Regions from separate parts of the Mus musculus genome. Here region 2 is linked to region 1. Evidence: chromatin contacts called from public Hi-C data. All regions are on one chromosome and are shown on one strand. The core of a region is the stretch at or near the end of the contact, and the rest is flanking DNA. Distances in the headings are between cores, read along the strand shown.

What was found. Hi-C and Micro-C count contacts between places; a contact is called where the count stands out from the background.
Region 2: a contact with region 1 is called in a Hi-C map of nephron progenitors, with 4 times the contacts expected there. A contact is called at or near these places in 4 of 39 promoter capture datasets (the C10 cell line, the HPC-7 cell line, cranial neural crest and 1 more), 1 of 484 Hi-C or Micro-C datasets (nephron progenitors), 3 of 130 datasets of targeted methods (bone marrow-derived macrophages, effector CD8 T cells and extraembryonic endoderm stem cells) and 3 of 9 other capture datasets (adipose tissue, liver and pancreatic islet).

The regions. Positions count from the first base shown.
Region 1 is chr19:7,308,674-7,311,887 of GRCm38.p6, reverse strand. The region is part of intron 1 of Mark2 (MAP/microtubule affinity regulating kinase 2); the gene reads left to right. Among named protein-coding and RNA genes, the nearest start is that of Gm17227, 13 kb to the right of the region's middle.
Region 2 is chr19:7,492,951-7,496,301 of GRCm38.p6, reverse strand. Atl3 (atlastin GTPase 3) reads right to left here and starts at 1,864. Exons shown (of 13, transcript NM_146091.4): 1 at 1,641-1,864. The coding sequence starts at 1,686. Gm52401 (a long non-coding RNA gene) reads left to right here and starts at 2,508. Exons shown (of 2, transcript XR_003952920.1): 1 at 2,508-2,685; 2 at 3,255-3,351.

The sequences.
Region 1 (3,214 bases), core at 583-3,082:
ACAATAATTACTGAAAATGATTTTACAATGCGTGTGTGTTTGTGTGTTGAGGGACATTCATACTAGGTAGGGGTACAAAGGCCAGAAGACAGATTTCAGGGGTCAGTTGGTTCTTTTGTCATGTGGGCTCTAGGGATTGAACTCAGGTTGTAAGGTTTGGTGGCCTCTCTGGCCAAAAAAGAACTCCTTTTTGAAAGTGGAAGGAAGGGTGAGGGGAAGGTTTACACTGTTGCTGGATAGGAACTGGGAAACCGCAGGAGAACGCTCTGCGAAGGACTCCCTGTCTGGCTTCCTGAAGTAGGGACAAGAGCCAGAAAGCCAAGCCCTCTGTTGTTGGCATTAGGCTCAATTCTCTCCCAGTGCTTGAGCGGCTGGTTAGCTGGTTTCACCCTTCCCTCTATGATAGCAGATGGGCTCGTGAAGTGTTGGGAGTCCTGTCCAGAGCAGACATGGCGCTCTGCACGAGTCAGAAGCTACAGATATTTATAGGGCAGAAGGGCTCAAGAGTGTGGCGCGGGAAGCACTGATTTCACACCAACTCGGTCCTGCTGCTGCTGAGGACCCAGATTTTTCTTTGGGCATATGAGTTGCTTTCCTTTCATCTGAGTACTAACCAGGCCTGACTCTGTTTGCTTAGTTCAGAGATCTGAGGACATGGGAAGCTTCAGACTGTTGGTAGTAACTGTTCCAGGGTTGTGCAGGACCATCGTGGATAGACAGGATTGAAAACATGATTCTTCCTCATTTCCTTGTAAGACTCTTGACTTTCTCGCTTCTCCTGGTTTGAACCAAGAAGAAAGCTCTGACTGGTGGTAGAACTAAGGACCTGTTAGACAGGTCTGCTTGGGCTGGCTCCCCTCCCCCACCTGGGCAGGGAGACTGAAACTGCTGCTTGCTGGGCTTTGCCAAATCAGTTTCTCCTGGAGGATTATCTGCTCACTGCAGGCAGGCAGCTCCCCACCCAGGAGCCAGCCACTGTGGGAATCATGCGGGTGGGGGCAGGCTCTGCTCAGCTTGCTGGGTGTGCTGCTTGCCTGCCAGGCCATGAGCATGCACGAAGGCTTCCTGCTCACTGAAGGCTGAATTGCCTGGAGGCCTGAGGGAAATAGACTGTGTCGTAGTGCCTTGCCCTGGGCCTCGTGGCCACATTCCTGACTGGGAGGAGCAGGGAGTTTGCGGATGGGGCAGATGAAGTCTTTGGAAAGAGACAAATCACCCTTTTAACACCTTGAGTTTAGAATTGATGTTTCATTTCAGTGTTTTCAATCCTAGCCTAAAATTTTTCAGCGTGTGGGCCTAGTGTCCACAGAATGCTGGGCAAGGCTCCTACGAGAGTCAGGCTTCTTCGCAGGCCCACTTGATATTAGCCAAGATCAGGAAGTGGGCTTCATGACAGGCAGCCCCTTCTCACTTTCTGCCTCCATCTCAGGGCCAGGCCTAGAAAGCTTGAGCGCGTACTCTATTCACCCTGGACAGAGCCTCAGAGCCTTTACAATGTGGAGACAGGTCCTAGGAGGGAGAGTGATTTGTTCAGAGTTATATAACTTGTTTGGGCAGATTTGGGTCTTGACTAGATCTCCCCTGGGGCCCTTGGTACTTGCCCCATAGCCCTCACTTGAATGGTGGTTCTCCTTAGAAGGCTTGTAGACTTCTATGTCAGGAAGTGATCTGGGAAAGGACAGGTGGAAGGGCAGCAGGGCAGCAGGTCCCAGCTTAGCACACCAAAGACACTGGGTTCTTGCCAGGGACTATGACCATTCAGGTGCCAGAAGGCCCTAGGGGATGAATTTAAAACAGTAGGTAGCATTCCATCCCTGGCTCAGGTCAAAAGGGTCACATGGATCAGAGCTGGGTTAAGGGCTATTGGGTAACAAGGAAATCAGGGCACCATGACCCCATAATATTCAGTTTGACTTAGGAAAGCGTTTCTGGAGGCCTTGCTAGTGGCTGTTGCTGCTGGGCCAGGGCACCAAGAACACAGAAGTGACTGAATCCTGAAAACTTCCCTGGGGACTGCTTTTATTTTTGTATACCACTAAGCAAGATAACCACTAAGGAGACCAGCCAATGAGCAGCAGCAGTCCCTCCCCTACAGCTAAGCTGAGAATGCTGAGGGAGACACAGTAGACTCGGCTAAGTAAGTTAGGTGGAAGCTAGCTGGAAAGCTTCCTCATAAGAGTAAAGTCTGACCTGAGCTGACAAGAAGGAAGGATGGGAGCTCTGTGGATAGAATATAGCCCAGGGAAGGAGGAGAGCTACAGCAAAACCCTAGCAGTCTATAAACAATGCAAACCTTGCAGGTAGGTGTCTGGGGCCTAGTTGCTGCCAAGTAAAGGAAGTCAGCCAGCCCTTCATACAGTGGTAGAAACGGTTGGGAAACCTGAGTCCAGTTGGAAATCACCTACCTACCTACCTACCTACCTACCTTCCCACCTTCCTTCCTTCCTTCCTTCTCTCTCTCTCTCTCTCTCTCTCTTCCCCCCCTTTCTCCCCCCCCCCACATACTCACATAGATGTATTAGATGTAAGTTGATTGTAGGAAAGGGTAAGAGATTTTTATTTTCTATACATTTGCCTTTTTGTTTTGCGTATGTGAATGCAATGTAGGTCAGAGGAGAACTTGGAGGAATTGGTTCTGTCTTTCCACCCTTGAATTTCTAGGGACCCATCACAGGTCATCAGTCTTGGCATTGTATCTATTTGTGCTGAGCCATCCTACCAGCTTGAGACAGAATTGTATGAAAGGTGTGTTTGGGGTTTGACTCTCTATGCCTAGTATACGGGGCACCTTGTTGACGGAATGCTCACTTGGTGCTCCCTCTACTACCACAAGCCATGTTGTACAGGAGGGAGGAGAGATTTATGTATGTGGGCAGTAGGCTGTCTGAGGGTTTAGTCCCTGTGAGAGACTTTGCTTTGCAGCAGGGTTAGCTGGAGACACTGGTACAGCCAGAGATCAGGTTTGCTTTCCCTTTTCCATAGGGAATGACTCTTTGTCTTGGCTGCCACTAAAGGTTCTAGGGGGTCAGTGTGCTGTAGTAATTGGTGAAAAAGAAGAATCTAATGACTGCCTTGCCCCCACCCCTACCTCAGACATTCCTGTTTGTCACCAAACAGCACCTTTCAGTAGTAGTCTTGGGATCTATTCTGGGGAAGGGAGCACCCTCCTTTCTCTGCAGAAGCCTCATGTGTAGCTTCTGCTCTACACTTGACT
Region 2 (3,351 bases), core at 615-3,114, 180 kb before region 1:
TGAGATCCAGTTTTTATTTTTTTAGTTTTTTTTTCCAGACAGGGTCTCACTGTGAGAACCATGACTTTTTTTTTTTTTTTTTTTTTTTTTTTTAACACTGTTGAGAGGAGCCCTAAAAACTAGGGTTAAGGGCTATAAAAGCACAAAACTGCATTCAATCCCTAGCAGCACAAACCAAACTGTTCTTCCTTACTAAACACTAAGAAAATTATTATGGCATACAACCACACCTCCCTCTTCTGTTTTGTTTTGTTATTGTTTGTGGGTTTGTTTGTTTTCAGGGGGTGACTTGTTTTGTTATTTAGTTTGGTTCATTTTGTTCCCCCGAACCCAGACAAGGTTTTTCTGTGTAGCCTTGGCTGTCCTGGAACTCGCTCTGTAGACCAGGCTGGCTTTGAACTGAGAAATCCACCTGTCTCTGCCTCCCAAGAGCAGGGATTAAAGGCGTGCGCCACCACCACCCCTCAACTGTTTTTCTTATGGTTATGACTATTACAAAAGACAGTAAACTACCGAAAATAAAACAATGTTGGTATTGGCCTTATGCTTCACTAGGTGAAAATGTTTTTCACCCATACATCCCCTCACGCATGTAAAAGCTGCACAGGAATTTCTAGAATACAAGCTGGTTTTCGTAGGAAGCAAAACAGCCCTCATTTGATGTTGCAGTTTGTATGTAAGCTGAATACTGACATAGAGTACAAATCCTTAACGTAGGTTTTACTTAACTCCACTTCTCCAAAACAAAACTGAGAACCATGACGTTTTAGACTGCTAGGGGTTTTTTTTTTTTTTTTTTTTTTTTTCTTCACCTTTTGCAAAACATTCCACTTCGTACTCAAATTTGAAGACTGGGGTTTGCTAAAAAATTCTTCAAACACTACTGTTGACTCTTCTTTTTTTTTTCCTTTAGATTTCGCAACTGAAACTTGCAATCATTTCAGGGCCATACCCATTAAACAAGCACAGTGCCAGGTAAAATGACAGGCGAAACTGCATCCATGAATTTACGGAGGGACTATTTGGTTTTCATTTAGTACTTTTACCACCTCATTTTATGTCTCCGGCAAAGCCAAAGGAACCAAACTTACTTTAAAAAAAAAAAAAACAAAACAAAAAACTTGCAAAACAAAACAACCAAATTTAGGCCAATTCTTTTATCACCAAACATGGAGATAAGCGCGGGTGGAAAACGAACTTTACTAATACTTGTCAGTATCTCAAGGTCTTTTCGTTTAAAATAAAACCTTTCAACTCCAAGGCTGCACCGCAGCATTCCAGCACTTTAAGGCTCAACAATAAAGCCTTCCGCCGATCCCGGCCCGTTAAGACGGACCGCCAACCTCGCTTCCCGACCCGGAGCGCGCCACCGCCCGGCACGCCCTGCCCAGCACAGGGCGGAGCTCGACGGGCCAGAACACCAGGCCGCAGGAGGCCGCGGGCTCCCGGCGGAGACTGGGAACGTTCCCCGCTCCAGGAGCCCCGGCCCTGAATTCCGAGCCGAGACACCCGGCGGTGCGGCCTCCCGTCGCCACACCAAAAAAGGCGGCGGCAGGGACGGCTTGTCACCTCGGAGCCGAAGCACTGGGAGGCAGCGTGGGTAACCACGGACCGGGTCCCGGGAAAATTGGACGCCTCACCTGCTCCTCTCGATGCCACCGCTGCAGTTCGCTGAGGGGACAACATGGAGCCTCCTCCTTCAGCAGAAGTAGCAGAGGCAGAGAAGACAGGAGCGGGTTGAGGCTGCCCTGGAGGAGGGAAACAGGCGGAGCCTGGACTTGGGGAGAAACCGAGAAGGAGGGGCGCGCGGAGAAAGCCTACAGCTCAGGAGACAGCCCTGCCGATGGCGCAGGGCGTGACGAGGGCGGGAAAGCGCACGCGGCCGAGTCCCGCCACCGTTCGGTGCGCGTGCGCCGGAGCGGGGATCGTGCCGCGGGTACCTGTGACTGCGTACTGGAATGTCGGGTCCATCGGGAATTGTAGTTCGGCGTTTTCTTGGGCCCGGCCCCTCTGACCCGGGTGTTCGCCCTCATCCGGGGCGTAGAGGAAACGGAGGACAGGACTGGGCCGAGTGGGTCTTCCTACCGCTGAACTACAACTCCCATTAGGCCTTGCAAAGGGAAAAAAATGAGGAGGGCTCTCGGAAGACCCTGCCCGGCGCCTAACCCGGGGACCAGGGCCGGGCTTTGGCCACCCGGTTCCCGCCGGGAGCCCCCACCCGGCCCGCGTGCTGGGCTCTGGTGTTCCTCGCTGGCCAGGACTACAGGTGGTGGTATGAAAGAATTAACATGATGACGCGAACGCTTCGACTTTGACTTCACAAGGACAGACCATCGTGACTTCATTATCATCACCATCACCCCTAATCTCTGATCTGACCAAGGCTTACTAAAAGCTAAAGTAACGCCGGTCGTGGTGGCGCACGCCTTTAATCCCAGCACTTGGGAGGCAGAGGCAGGAGGATTTCTGAGTTCGAGGCCAGCCTGGTCTACAAAGTGAGTTCCTGGACAGCCAGGGATACACAGAGAAACCCTGTCTCGAAAAACAAAAAAACAAAACAAAACAAACAAACAAAAAGCTAAAGTAAGACCTTACTAAGTCAGGCTCCGGGTGGCACGCTGGTAATCCCAGTACTGGAGACCAGGAGAGGAGGATCAGGTGTTCAATACCTTCCTGAACTACATAGTGAGTCTCTGTCTCATTTTCGCGCGACCTCAGACTATTCTGAGCCATGACCCACCTTTTGTAAACTTTAGACTTCTAGGACCGTGATTCAAAGTTACTTTACAAAAGGAAGTTGTTGGGAAATGCTTTTATTCATACTTGACATATTGTGAAAATACAATTTGCCACAACTAAATACTGTTTTCTAACAAATCCTATAGATGGAGGTAGTGTCACCCCAGTGACTTGATTTTTCCTCACCATTGTTTCGTTCATTCAGCAAATGTTTTCTTTATTCCTTCGGCCTACCCTGAACTTCCCTCTATCTCTACACCCTGCCAAGCCTTTCAGCTATCTTTACTTCCTGAGCAATTATGCCAAAGGTTATGAGGTAAAAATTATTCGTAGCCTACCTAAAGAAATCCTGTTTACACTTCTTTAACCCCTCTTTGAGCCCCTTTACCCCCCAAACTCTCAAGACTGTTAGGAAACTCTCTTCTAGCTTTTAGATTTAAACCAAATTAGATCTTCTAGGCTATTGTGTAGTTGTTTCTTCTAAGGTGGACATGACCATTGCTGTCTTGAATCAGCCACAGGAGACTCATTGGAGGAAGGTGTATATCCAAGAGCAAATTGACCAGAAGGACTCTTCCATTACTGAAGCTGCCCATGGAACTCATCAGGAGT